Regions from separate parts of the Mus musculus genome. Here region 1 is linked to region 2. The links are chromatin contacts, called in public HiChIP or PLAC-seq maps. All regions are on one chromosome and are shown on one strand. Each heading gives the region's core, a stretch centred on a gene start, on an enhancer-like site or on the middle of the called end of the contact. The rest is flanking DNA. Distances are from core to core; before and after follow the strand shown. Region 1 overlaps Glis1 (GLIS family zinc finger 1). Region 2 overlaps Glis1 (GLIS family zinc finger 1).

What was found. HiChIP or PLAC-seq counts read pairs in DNA pulled down with a chosen protein or histone mark.
Region 1: an H3K27ac HiChIP or PLAC-seq map of embryonic fibroblasts shows a contact between it and region 2, with 7 times the contacts expected there. The contact joins two enhancer-like sites. A contact is called at or near these places in 6 of 484 Hi-C or Micro-C datasets (adipose-derived mesenchymal stem cells, embryonic fibroblasts, embryonic stem cells and 2 more) and 2 of 115 datasets of contacts at active chromatin or transcription factors (the NIH/3T3 cell line and embryonic fibroblasts).

What each region holds. Positions count from the first base shown.
Region 1 is chr4:107,551,545-107,557,582 of GRCm38.p6, reverse strand. All of the region lies in intron 2 of Glis1 (GLIS family zinc finger 1), which reads right to left. Among named protein-coding and RNA genes, the nearest start is that of 4930552P06Rik, 43 kb to the left of the region's middle. Within about 2 kb of position 3,667, at least 55 of the 459 cell types and tissues checked have an H3K27ac peak or open chromatin away from gene starts, as enhancers often do. A contact at or near this core is called in the NIH/3T3 cell line and embryonic fibroblasts, where this site is marked.
Region 2 is chr4:107,484,461-107,491,034 of GRCm38.p6, reverse strand. All of the region lies in intron 2 of Glis1 (GLIS family zinc finger 1), which reads right to left. Among named protein-coding and RNA genes, the nearest start is that of Gm46866, 52 kb to the right of the region's middle. Within about 2 kb of position 2,269, at least 28 of the 459 cell types and tissues checked have an H3K27ac peak or open chromatin away from gene starts, as enhancers often do. A contact at or near this core is called in the NIH/3T3 cell line and embryonic fibroblasts, where this site is marked.

The DNA.
Region 1 (6,038 bases), core at 2,418-4,917, 65 kb before region 2:
CAGCCTTACTTGTCAAAAGTGGGATGATAAAATAATTAACAGTCTCTTGCCCTGCCTTTTTCTACTCATTTCTAATGACGAATACCAAAAGAGATGGCATGCCTGTCACGTGCGTGTCCTGTGCCCTTGGCTCTGTCTGTGACATATGCTAACGTGTGTTTTCCAGAAGCAGAGTATGGGAAGTGTCTACGGTCACACCTCTAAACAGCTGTGAGCATACAAGGCACGCTCCATCATCCCTGGAGATACGCTCCATGCCTTAGGGGAGAGGCGCCCACCACTCTCCCCGGGTGAGTCTCCTGTGGCTGTTACAAGCACCATAGTCAGAGTAGTTGAACAACTGGACTTTATTTTCTCTCAAGTCTAGAGACCAGAAGGCTTAGGTTCTGCACTCCTAGGCAGTTTGGGTTCCTGTGAAGGCTGGTTTTTGCAGCTTGCAGACACTACTTTCTCAGCACGGGCTCTCATGGTCTGGCCTTGGTACATGCGCACATGCAGAAAGAGAGCAGGGAACACTCTGGTGTCTTCTTACGAACGCAGTAGTTCTGCTACTCAGGCACTCATAAGCCCGTCTAACCTCAATTGCTTCCCACACTGCAGGTTAGGACTTCAGCATGTGAACCTAAAGAAGAGAACACACCCAGTCCACGACCCCAGTATCCAATCCGTCCCTTCCCCATGCTGATAGAGACAGGAAAGAAGATGGACCCTATTTATCAAGCTTAAAAATGAGATAGGAGAGTCTGGAGGATGCTGTGCGGACGCTGTGGCCATTCTGGCCAGGTTTCCATCTTGACTTTATTTAGGAGCCCTGTGACCTGTGTAGAACACATGCTTTCTCTTCTCCATGGCCCGGCTTATGAAGCTGAAACCACCACCACAATATACGAGGTGCCCGGCAGGGAGTAGGCTCTGGCTGTGCACCCAGCCTGCCCTTGCTGTTCTCTTGACGCCAGTGCCAATCAGCAGGACCTGGCCCTCTCAGCCTGGGGTTAGCACGGACAATAAACAAGTTGGTTTAGGTCAGAAGCCTGGAGAGACTCGAGTTCCTGACCAGGAGGGAGCGTCCCCTGCTCTCCTGCATGCGGTGGGTAGCTCTGGGAACTAGATGAAGTCATCTTGTTTAACAAGAAGCCATCGTGTCTCAGGGGAGAGCCAGTGTGAGGACAAACATCAGTAAACCAGGCTCCCCAAGCAGAACAGCTGAGCGACGTTCAGCACGCGTGGGTAGATAACATCCCATAGCATTTCACAGCCGTCACAACAAAAAAGACCTTGTTAATACAACAGTCTATGACATCAGCTTTTTATGCACTCTGGTAACCTTTCTAATGTGAAAATTTAGTCCATTTACACCACTTATATTTAATGTAATTTCCATATGTTTGGAATTAAATCTATAATCTTACTATTTATTTGTCTCACCTATTCTGTATTTTTCCTTCTTCATCCTCAACTTTGTTCATATTAGACTTTTTTTATTATTCTACTTTCTGCCTGTTAGCTTATCATACACAACTTCCTCTCTTTTTAAGTTACCTTGACATATTACTGTCTAACAGGTTAGTTCTTTTCCTACTTCTTTGGCAGGGCAAGAGCACAGGATTCTCAACTCCATCCAGCCCCGCCCCCAACACGGCACATCTCATTCCTATTCCCCCTCCCTTACTTTAACTCCACTATTCTACCCCATGTTCCTGTGTCTAACAACGGGAGCAGCTGGACCACTTCTGAATCTGTGTTGGGTTTCCCCACTCCTGGTCCCAAATCCTGTACCCCTGCATATCTGTGGCTGTGTTTGCAACTCATCCTTTGCAGCACCCTTCGGGGCTCCTGTTGAAGGCAGGGGATGTCAGGCTCCTTCTTCTTGACTCTGAATTTCAATATCTGTCTTCCTAGAACTTGAAGCCACTGAACGTTCGCCTCGCTTCTCAGCCTCTGACTGCCAGCCTCTGCTCCCACTCTTCTTCCTTGGCCTGTGCCATTTCTGCACCAGCAAATGTGAGCGGGCAGGAAAGACAACGTGAAATGACAGGGTACAATCCCAGCACATCTGTCTCCCTGGGAACTCAGCCTTATCCTGGTAGCCCTAAGCTCCAATCCAGTCTACACGCACAGTAAGGCTGCAAAAAGCTCCCTTGAGTTAGGCAAGTGGTAAATGCCTGAAAGGAAGTTATGACAGCCACAGGCACAGTCACCTCAGTGTATGTGGAGTCCTGGCTGGCTTGTCAGCTCTTCAATGACTTGAAGCATTAAATGTACCCTACCTACCAAACCCCACCATGTTGAAATTTAACTTCTGTTGTGTGACACCATGAGCCAATGTTTCTGTTCCTAGCTGGTACTTATTTCACAGGAGTTTGTCTTCACGCCGTATCTTATGAACAGACAATGCCTTCTCCCGAGGAGTAGGTTTGTCGTGGTGGGAGTCTGCCTCCCTCTTCCTCTCTCTTGCCCTCTACTGACCTTCCAGCTATGCCCTGCCTTCTACCATGCCGTGAAGCAGTAAAAAAGACCTCTGCCAGAGGCTGGCACTTTAGTATCAGCTCCCAGCCTCCAACCCATGAGTCGGCGGATCTCGCTCAGGATCAGTACCCATCCTCAGGTAATGAATGGTCCAACAGAAAACAGACCAAGGCAGACGCTTTAGTCTGATAGAAGCCAAATTTGTTTTAGTCCAGATGTGAAAACACTTTTCCAATAAGTAATCGTAACAACCGTGCAGTATCCTATTTCCTGGCTGCACCAGACTTCATTCCTTATAGTTGTATTTTAAGTTGTTTAGAAAAGAGAAAACTGAAACAACCAGGCTATGATCACCTATCTTATATTTATTCATATTTAAAGCCTTAGGATAATTTTCTGGATATGGAATTGCCGAGTCCAAAGATAAGCACAGTTTTAAGCATGGTCCTACTTACCATCCGAACTGCCCTCCAAAAAGGCTCTATCACTTTATGCCATCGGTAACACCTCTGTTTTCTCTGCAGAGGACTCTTGGTGTTCCCATTTAGAAATAAAAGGAGAAGCCGGGCGTGGTGGCGCACGCCTTTAATCCCAGCACTTGGGAGGCAGAGGCAGAGGCAGGTGAATTTCTGAGTTTGAGGCCAGCCTGGTCTACAGAGTGAGTTCCAGGACAGCCAGGGCTACACAGAGAAACCCTGTCTCGAAAAACCAAAAAAAAAAAAAAGAAGAAGAAGAAGAAGAAAGAAAAGAAGAGAAGAGAAGAGAAGAGAAGAGAAGAGAAGAGAAGAGAAGAGAAGAGAAGAGAAGAGAAGAGAAGAGAAGAGAAGAGAAGAGAAGAGGCTTGGTGGGCCAAGTGTTTGCTGTGTACGCCTGACAATCTGCATTCGATCCCTAACATCACGGCAGGAGAGGATATACTCCTGAGACTCTGTGACCTCTGTACACACACAGTGCCACATACGTGCCCACACTCACCTCCCTCCCAACTTCCTCTCCACCCCAAAATAAAAATCTGTTAGCTTAAGAGTTGAGAGACACCGATAACAGAAAAGAACAGGAGGCTTTTTGTGCGTCCAATGAGTAAGCCAACTACAGAACATAAACAGAAATTTGACAGGCATCAGACGTGGCACAGTGAGACACCAGCACAACACAGCCACCATGACGCAGCAAGCATGACTCAAAAGTTTCAGTTGCTCAAAAATGTAGTCTGTGAATAATATTCTGCAAGTTTCTCTTCCCAGCTCATGTGAGTCACTTACTGAATGGTCTGTAAGCCACAAAGTATGTATCTGACAAGGAACTAAGACCATCAGGCAGGTCATGAGGGAGTTGGTTCCCATCCCCTCTGCCAGCCCAGTCTCTGTGAGAGAGGGGATCCTCACCATCTACTTGGAGGAGCTGGACACAGGATAAGCAACTGCCAGTCGCAAACACAAAGTAGAAGAGTCCGCCTCATCACAGGGCGTTAGAGCATATTTTTTTCTGGATTTATGAAAAAAATCTTCATCACAAAAGAAAACATTTTTAAGAATTACATCCAATGAGAAGGCCAACAGGAATACAGCTTGGTGGTAGAGCTTAGAACACTCAGGACTCCAAGCTCAATCCATAATGCCACAAAAACAAACACCAGAAAAGGGCAGGATTTGAAATTCCACGTATTTAAAAAATAAAAATAAAAGGCTTGATGGTTTAAAAAATGGAAAAGGAGTTGCTATATCAAATGCTAACAACTAATGTGTTTTTAACACACATGCATTGAATACCTAACTGTGTGCCAGGGTGAGACACCAGAAACACAGTTTCCCTCTGCCCTGGGCACCACAGATGTGCTGAACAAAAAGTAAAAATCTCTGCTCTCCTGGTGCTTGCGTTCTGGTAGAAGAGAAGATAATATCAAAGATAAAGAAACAGATTAACCCTGTGATATCAGGTAGATACTACAGGTTATGAGTTCAAACAAAGGCAAGAAGCTAGAGAGTGAGAAGCAGGCCAGACAGAGTCAGGGAAGGGCTGACTGAGCAGGGGCCTGAGGAGAAGGAAGGCAGAAGCCACGTGCCACCTCAGGACAAGCACTGACAGTAAGCAAAGGCCCTGAGACCAGTGACCTCAGAAGGCTCAGGAAGAAAAGCCCAGCAAGCAACAGGGAGAAGGTTGTGGTAAGGTCACAGAAGAGGCTGGGACTGTCCTGCAGGACTCCGTGGGTGGTGATGACAGTGTGTCCTGGCAGGAAGCCATGGATCCTGAGTAGGCAATGGCAGATAGGATGGGCCACGGGGTTCAGTCTGGCTCCGCATGGGGAAGATTTCAGATGAGGTTTGGTTTTAGCACTGAGGGCTTCTATCTTTCTCTGCTCCCTTTCAGGACAGAGGAAACAGGCAATGTGACTCTAGACCAGTGGTTCTCAACCTTCCCGGTGCTGTGACCCTTTAATACAGTTGCTCATGTCATGGTGACCCCAGCCATAAAATTATTTCATTGCTACTTCATAACTGTAAGTTTGCTACTGTGATAAACTGTAGTGTAAATATCTACTATGCAGGATATCTGATATGTGACCCCTGTGAAAGGATTGTTTGACCCCAGTTGGTCACGACCCACAGGTTGAGAACCATGGCGCTAACCACTGCCCCATCTCATAAAACTGTCCACAAGCATAGGTAAATTTTACAGTGTATAAATTCTAACAGGTTACAATCTCTGCATGGCACATATTAAAACACTGCATACTGCTTTTGAAATGAATAAACAATCTTCGAGGCTACATCAAAAATGGGCTTGAGCTAAATTCCTGCCGTCAGGCTTCTCAATGGCCATCCTCCAGGCTTCTCGTGTGCAGACCTCCCTGCTGCTCTGGGCCTCCACAAGCAACCAAAAGACAAGAATACCAGAGCACAGCCTAAAGGGAGATGGAAACATTTGTCTAGATTCACTGCTAGGGTTTCCCAGGGCCAGAGACTCTTCTTCCTCAGGGAACCCCTCTGTCCCTGTTACAGGGGCACTGACCAGCTCAGTCAGAAAAGATGCTAAGTGCCCCTCGGTGGCAGTGGAGGCTCTGGAGTGTCAGGGACCCAAGGAAAGAAAACATGTCGGGAAAGGTAGCCCAGTGAATAAATCCTGACATTTCTTAACACTCTCGGCTTCCACGGTTCCAAAACTGAAAGCTGAGCTCTCTATGTGTCTGGCTACCACTTCTGTTCCACTCACCCCGTGATGCCTCAGGTCCACAGAGCTCAGTGCCTCCATTAAGATGGGCCTGAGAGCCCATGATAACTCTTAGAGCCCAGGCTCCAAGCTCTCCTTTCCCACCCTGCACTTTCTCGGAGGCTCTGGAACTCCACAGGCGTCCTGCCTGGCCCACATCACACAGGGAGGACAGTAACGGTCACCAAAAGTCACTTGTTTTTATGGAAGCTCAGAAAGCACAGACAGTAATGGGGTGGTCAGACACCCAGAGGGAACAGCTGTCGGACAGTAATGGGGTGGTCAGACACCCAGAGGAAATGGCTGTTGGACAGTAATGGGGTGGTCAGACACCCAGAGGGAACGGCTGTTGGACAGTAATGGGG
Region 2 (6,574 bases), core at 1,020-3,519:
AGACCAGTATAATTCCTAACGATGGTCTAAATATTACACCCACAGAGAAGTGTAGCCCTCACACACACACACACACACACACACCCCACCGGCAAAGAAGCTTCTCTCTGCAGCAGAGAGAAAATGAGAGAGAACCACAACGGGGCAAAATACAGAGATGGACTGATCATGGATGCCCAGCCCCAATACATACATCTGCAACACAACTCTGGCACCTGAGCCTCAGAGAACACAGAAGAAGAAAGAGTGGAGACTGTAAGAGCCAGCGGATGAGGAAGTCTGTTGTGAATAGTTGCCTCCTTCAAATGATCGGGAAGCTACACCCATTAGATCTCAACAATGTAGCAGCCTAAACAAGGCCCGAATAATGGCAATGCCAATGAACACGCTAACATGGAAGGGGGATCTCATGTGGCCCCGTCTTAGACAACTGCAGGCAAATCAGGACTGCTAAAAATGGGAGAACTAGTCTTTCCCAGGGATGAGCCCCAGAACTGGTTATCCAATACCAAGTGGTCAGCCCTGAAATCATATACACACAAGGAACACTAAACAGGCTCAGAAGGTAGTATTTATACGTGTGTGTGTGTAATTATAATGAAAAGGAGACCATGAATATGAGGGAGATGGAGAGGAACATGGGAGGGGTTGGAGGGAGGAGGCATGAGGGCCACCCTAATGCACCTACCAGGCATCCTCACTGCTCCAGTTGCTAAGTGGACTGAAGCTGAAGGCGCTGCCTTAGCTTCCCGGGAGGGTGCGGGTGTCTTGGGAAACAGCTGGAGCAGTTAGAACAGCTGGCCTCCATCACCTGGCGCTAAGATGCTCCACCTGCCCAAGCCCCACCATCCTCCATGCACAGAATGGAACCACTGCGCCCGTCTGGCCCCACTCCGCTACACAGAGCTCTCTCACATTCCTGTGAATGCCTACACATCCATACCTCTCTCAAGAAAGTCACCTTCTCTGGGAAGCTTTCCCTGGCTTGTAGTTCCCTTGCAGAAAAGCCACCCTGCTCCCCTCATACCCAGAATGCCCCTTCTTGGACTATTTACTTAGCCGTGCGCCTAGAAGCAATGCCAGGTGCTCAGCTGCAGGTTTCTAGCTGAGCAGGCAGCACTCCGCCAAGTCAAATCACACCCTCCTGGCCTGGTAGGTGTGTTAGGGTCACATGAAAGTCTTTAACTTACAGACCCTCCAGGCAGCCCTGCAGCTTGGATTCAGTGTGGGTCGGGGCACCCAGGGCAGCAAGAGGGGGTGGATCTGCAGCAGTTCTGTTCTCCTCCCCTGTCCCCACTCACAGCTGAGGCACACAGCCCAGCGTGCCAGTCCAGCACCAGAGCCTTATCACCCAAGCTGGCAAGTGCTGTGTGTTCCCTGCCACTGCCTGCCTATAAAGCCCGATTGGCGCCAACGCCGTGGAAGCCTGGTTCTGCCTGGATCCGCATCAGCTCTGTCTCCCTAATCACACGCTCCACTTGGGACCATGTCGCTCTACGGCTTTTAACTCGGCCCACGGCCGACGCACCATACTTCTTGTGATATCACCGACATGGCTTAGACAACCTTTCAATGGGGCTGGGATGCTATGGCTCTGAAAGTGCCTGAGTGGCATCAGGGCCACCTCCAAGACAATGGCCTGTCTCAGGAAAGCCGGCCCCTTCTGAGTACGCCTCAGGAGAGAGTGAGCCAAGCAGCCAAGAGAGAGAGGTGGGAACCTGGCGTCAATCCCCGACTGCCTCTCGGGCATACCTCCAGGGAGCTTTCCAAGGCCCCTCCCTGTGGACACCCACCACTCCCAGAAGCCTACACTCCACACACACACACACACACACACACACACACACACACACACACACTGGGTTTCCTCTCAGTTGTCTCCTGGCTCAGGGGCTGGGATAGAGTGGCACACATAAACATTTACTGCACAAGCAGACATTTATTTAGAAGGATGAAATCCAACTACATGGACCTAATTTTTCCCAGAAAAAAAGAGAAAGCTCCTTCTACCCTACACATCCCTCTGCCACGCAGGACAGTGACACTCTAAAGCTTACACCGAAGCCTTTGTGGCCTGCTACTCAGCAGGGACGTAGGAAAGGAGCCCTGGGAAGAGAAACTACACAGTCCCTGGGTCAGGGCGACTTGGACCAGCACTACCTGAAGTGTGTGTCACAACCAACACTTCCACACCCCTGGAAACCGCCAAAAAGAACAATTCTCAGGGCCTGCCTGCTCTATGGTGAGGCTCAATGGAGACAGGGCCCAGGAACTGGGTGAGCAAGCCTGCAGCCCTGGGAGGTGAGAACCCTTGGCAGCTACCATAGCCCTGAGTCATTTCCTTTCCTGGTGCCTCAGGTTCTGTCTCTGGGGACAGAAACCAGGTAACTGTGCTCCCAAGGCATGCACAGATAGTACCTGTCTGACCCAGAGTCCTGTGACCCTGTGAAACACGGAGGGGACATCATGGCATACCCAGCCCAGGTCCAGGACAAAGGCCCATGACCTCCAAGACAGTAGTTCTCAGCCCCTTTGTGGGGGCTGCACATCAGATATCCTGCATATCAAATATTTATATAACAACTCATAACATTAAACTTACAGTTATGAAGTAGCCATGAAAGAACCTTATGGTTGGGGGTCCCCACGGCATGAGGAACTGTATTAAAGGGTTGCATCATTAGGAAGGTTGAGAACCACTCTTCCAAGAGGTGTGCAAGGGAAGACTCAAGTGGCTCAAGTAGAGGCAGACAAGCAAAACCTAGGGCTTCAGCACAGCCCTCTGAGACTGAGTCAATGCTGTCTCCATTAAAGGATGCCAGCTCACAACCCTACAGCACTAGAAGGGACCTGACAGCTCTATTTTACAGAAGGAAGACTGAGGCCTGAGGTCATCCCAGCAGAATATGGAGAGCCAAGCTTCCAGGAGCCAGGGGGAGTTGAAGCAGATAGACTTTGAGACCCCTCCTCACTGTGGCCATGGTAATAGGTCAGCATGTAGTATCACTGACTTGGTACTACCAACCCAGTACTGATGACCTAGTATTGCTAACTCAGTACTGCTCGCTAGCGTCAGGCCAGGAGCTCACACAGGCTGAAGAGGCACAAAGCCTGTAACCAAGCAACAGCTGGTTTTCAAACACCCCCACTTTTGCTGGACTGGGGTCAGAAGTGGGGTCTACATAACTTCAATAAGCTAAAATTCCCCAAATGGCCTCTTTCCTGAGTCTGCTCTCATCCCCACACTCACACAACCATTGCTCTCTGAGCACCTTCTGTATGTTACTCCATGCGGTGGCCTTAATCCTAGCTAGGACAAGACATTCAGTACCTCAGGGTCTTATTTCTCTGGATTTCTAAAAAATTCATTTATTTTTATTTTATTTATGTATGTGTGTGTGTGATGTGTGAGTTTATGTCCACTACACACATGTGGTGCCTGCTGATGCCAGAAGGCACTGGAAGTCCCTGGACATGGAGTTAAAGTGTTTGTGAGTTGCACGATGTGGGTGCTAGGAACCAAACCTGGGTCCTTTGGAGAAACACTATGAGTGCACCCTTAGTCACTAGGCCATCTTTCCCACGCCTACAATGAGGCTTAGAGAAGTTTACTGACCTGCGTGCAGCACACAGAGAGACAGGATGAGTGGACATAGATGCCTGTATCCCACCCATTACCCCCCCCCCATATCAGAGGCTTGGGTTTGTACCTGGTTCAGCCTCAAATAAGGGGACCATGATGCCCCACAGCCGGCAGGGACACCCTAATTTGCCTTTGGTCTTCGGGGAAACCTAAGAGGATATTGAAAAACGAAGCCATGCCGGCAGGTAGCATCACCCAGATCAGCTTGTGTGGCTGACCTCATGCACAGACCTCCAGAGCATTGCGCCCCACTCCCCTCACTCCAGGCAACAGGCCAGCTCTCCCATCTCCAGAGAGCTTACTACACAAGCAGGGAACAGAAAGACCCAGACTCCATCCAGCCCCCTGGCTGCTTCTGTTGAGCTGACACTGTCTACCACCCTTTCCTCCAAACCTGCCCTCAAAAGCTCTCAATGGGGACTGTATCTCCCCACTCCATCCCCACCCCAGCCTGTAAAATCACCCAGAGCCAACAGCCAACAGGACCTTGTCCAAGCAACTCCGGGCAATCGTAGAGGAGAAAAGGCGGTTAGACTTTAAATTAAATAGAACCTTCTCTCTTTATTTCCAGTAAGAAATCATAGACTTGGTTCAGGTACAAAAAATTAATCCCTGGGTTCAGTTTGGGATTCAGCAAATTAGCACCATTTGCTCTGGTTTGGGGTCTGAGGTTTAGATCGAGCCTAGAGGAAGAAGCAATCTGGGACACCCCACACCACAAGCATCACTTGCAAGCTTTGTGGCTCCACTTGAGGGACAGGGATAGGAAAAGACCCTTGGGTGGAGCCAGACTCCTAGTTACCCTCTGGCAAGTAGCCGTCCAAGCCTGAGTAGAAGAGCTTCTCTGTGCCAGCTGGGTCTCCTCTGTGTAGGCTGAGCGCTGGTCACAGCTTCCTTGAAGCTCCCCATCTCTCTGCGCCTCTCTTCCTCTCTCACCCCTCTTCCCTACACCACGCATGTCACTCACGGCACTGCACCCCAGCTGGCAGCCTCAACAGCATCCCTAGAGAGCCTGCATTGGTCCCACTGTGACCTACTCACCCTGTACTTCCCAGGATACTCACTCACTGAGAGAGGCCCCCACACCCAGCAGAGCAGAAGCTCACGCACTGTCCTGGTCACAGACCAATCCCTTAGGGGAAAACTGGGTGGATCAAGCAGGAACCTGGCCCCTTTCTAGACACAGAACTGCCCTTCCAGTTGGCCAGGTTTGGGTCCTGGGGCCAGAAGCAACCCTCCCTCTCCTTCAACCCCCCCACTCTAAGCTCAAAGCACACCCTCTAGCACCCTCTAGGGCCCAGGCAAGGCATCTTCCTGCCTCCACCTTCTCCACCCAGAGCTCTGAGAACCCCTCCAAGTGCAGGTGCTCGCTCTGGAGCACTTGCAGGGGAGAGGAGTGGGCTCTGCACAAACGAGCCTTCCTTCACACTCCACTCTTGGGCTCTGTGAGCACTGTCCGCAGAGCGAGAATGGTGATCCCTACCCTGCAGTCCCAAAGATTAAGACGCGACCTACAGCAAGGACCTAACCCAGCAGCAGGCATACACAGTAAGCACCCTGAAACCTGAGTGCTGGCATACACAGTAAGTACCCTGAAACCTGAGTGCTGGCATACACAGTAAGTATCCTGAAACCTGAGTGCTGGCATACACAGTAAGCACCCTGAAACCTGAGTGCTGGCATACACAGTAAGTACCCTGAAACCTGAGTGCTGGCATACACAGTAAGTACCCTGAAACCTGAGTGCTGGCATACACAGTAAGTACCCTGAAACCTGAGTGCTGGCATACACAGTAAGTATCCTGAAACCTGAGTGCTGGCATACACAGTAAGCACCCTAAAACCTGAGTGCTGGCATACACAGTAAGTACCCTGAAACCTGAGTGCTCCTTCCTCCTGTGTTTAAGGCGCCTTTCACTTTCCCCTGCACCAAACAGGAGCCCAGACAGAAATGAGCTCCACACAAGGGGTTGACAGTCCGCCTAAGACTGTGGTTTGTCTATGAGGTATGGTGGGATAGTTAACAATGGACACTGCCACGTGTCAAAATAAGCAGAGCGGGAGGAACCAAACAGGCTTCCTCTTGGGAGTCCAAGCAGGAGCCTCCAGAAGAGAACAGGAGAACACAGCGCAGCCTGCAGCTTGCTAGAGATGCCTGGGCTGCGGATGCACGGGCTGCTGCGGCAGAGTAGGCGCTGCTAGGGAACCGCTGCGGACAAACACCCCACACAAGACATCGCAGCCTCAACCTCACCTCACACTGTTCCCAAAAGTTCTGCTTCCTGGCCAGTCTACCAGTGCAGGATGGACAGCCAGAGGGAAACAGCCCAGTTTAAAGGCAATAAAAATGTTTTTTTTCTTGCTAAACAAATTAGTTTACATCTGGTGATGTGCAAATAAATAGAAGGACCCAGACCAGACGTCTCCCAAGGCCTGGGCCTCACTCTGTTTGGACCCAGGCCTAGGCACCCGCCAGGAGCACCCTTGTCTCTCGCTTGCTCTCACGCCATCCCTGCTCCCCCCTTCCCACAACTCTCCGTGCTAACTGTCCATCCCGAGGTTCCCAGTCTTCCCCTTGCTCAAGGGAGGAGCTGGCCTCTGGTGCTTGCCCCATGTTCCTTCCAAGCTAGCCTTAGGCAGCGCATGTATGAAATGGGAACAATGGTCTCCTCGTGCCAGAGCTGTGGGGGGAAATAAACATCTCTGAAGTGCCTGGCACTTAGAAAGCATCCCCATGGTGTGGGGCTCCTCCACTGCTCCTGGCCCTAGCTCCTTGGGAAATACATGGAGTGGACTGTGTAGGGTCAGAAGCCCAGTTCTGCCTATGCACAGAGGTGGAGAAACACAGGCATTCCCACAGCACAGAGGGTCCTGTCAGTGGACAGTTGGCCAGGGGTCTTCAGATAGAAACAGCAGCTCCCAGTTCTCAGA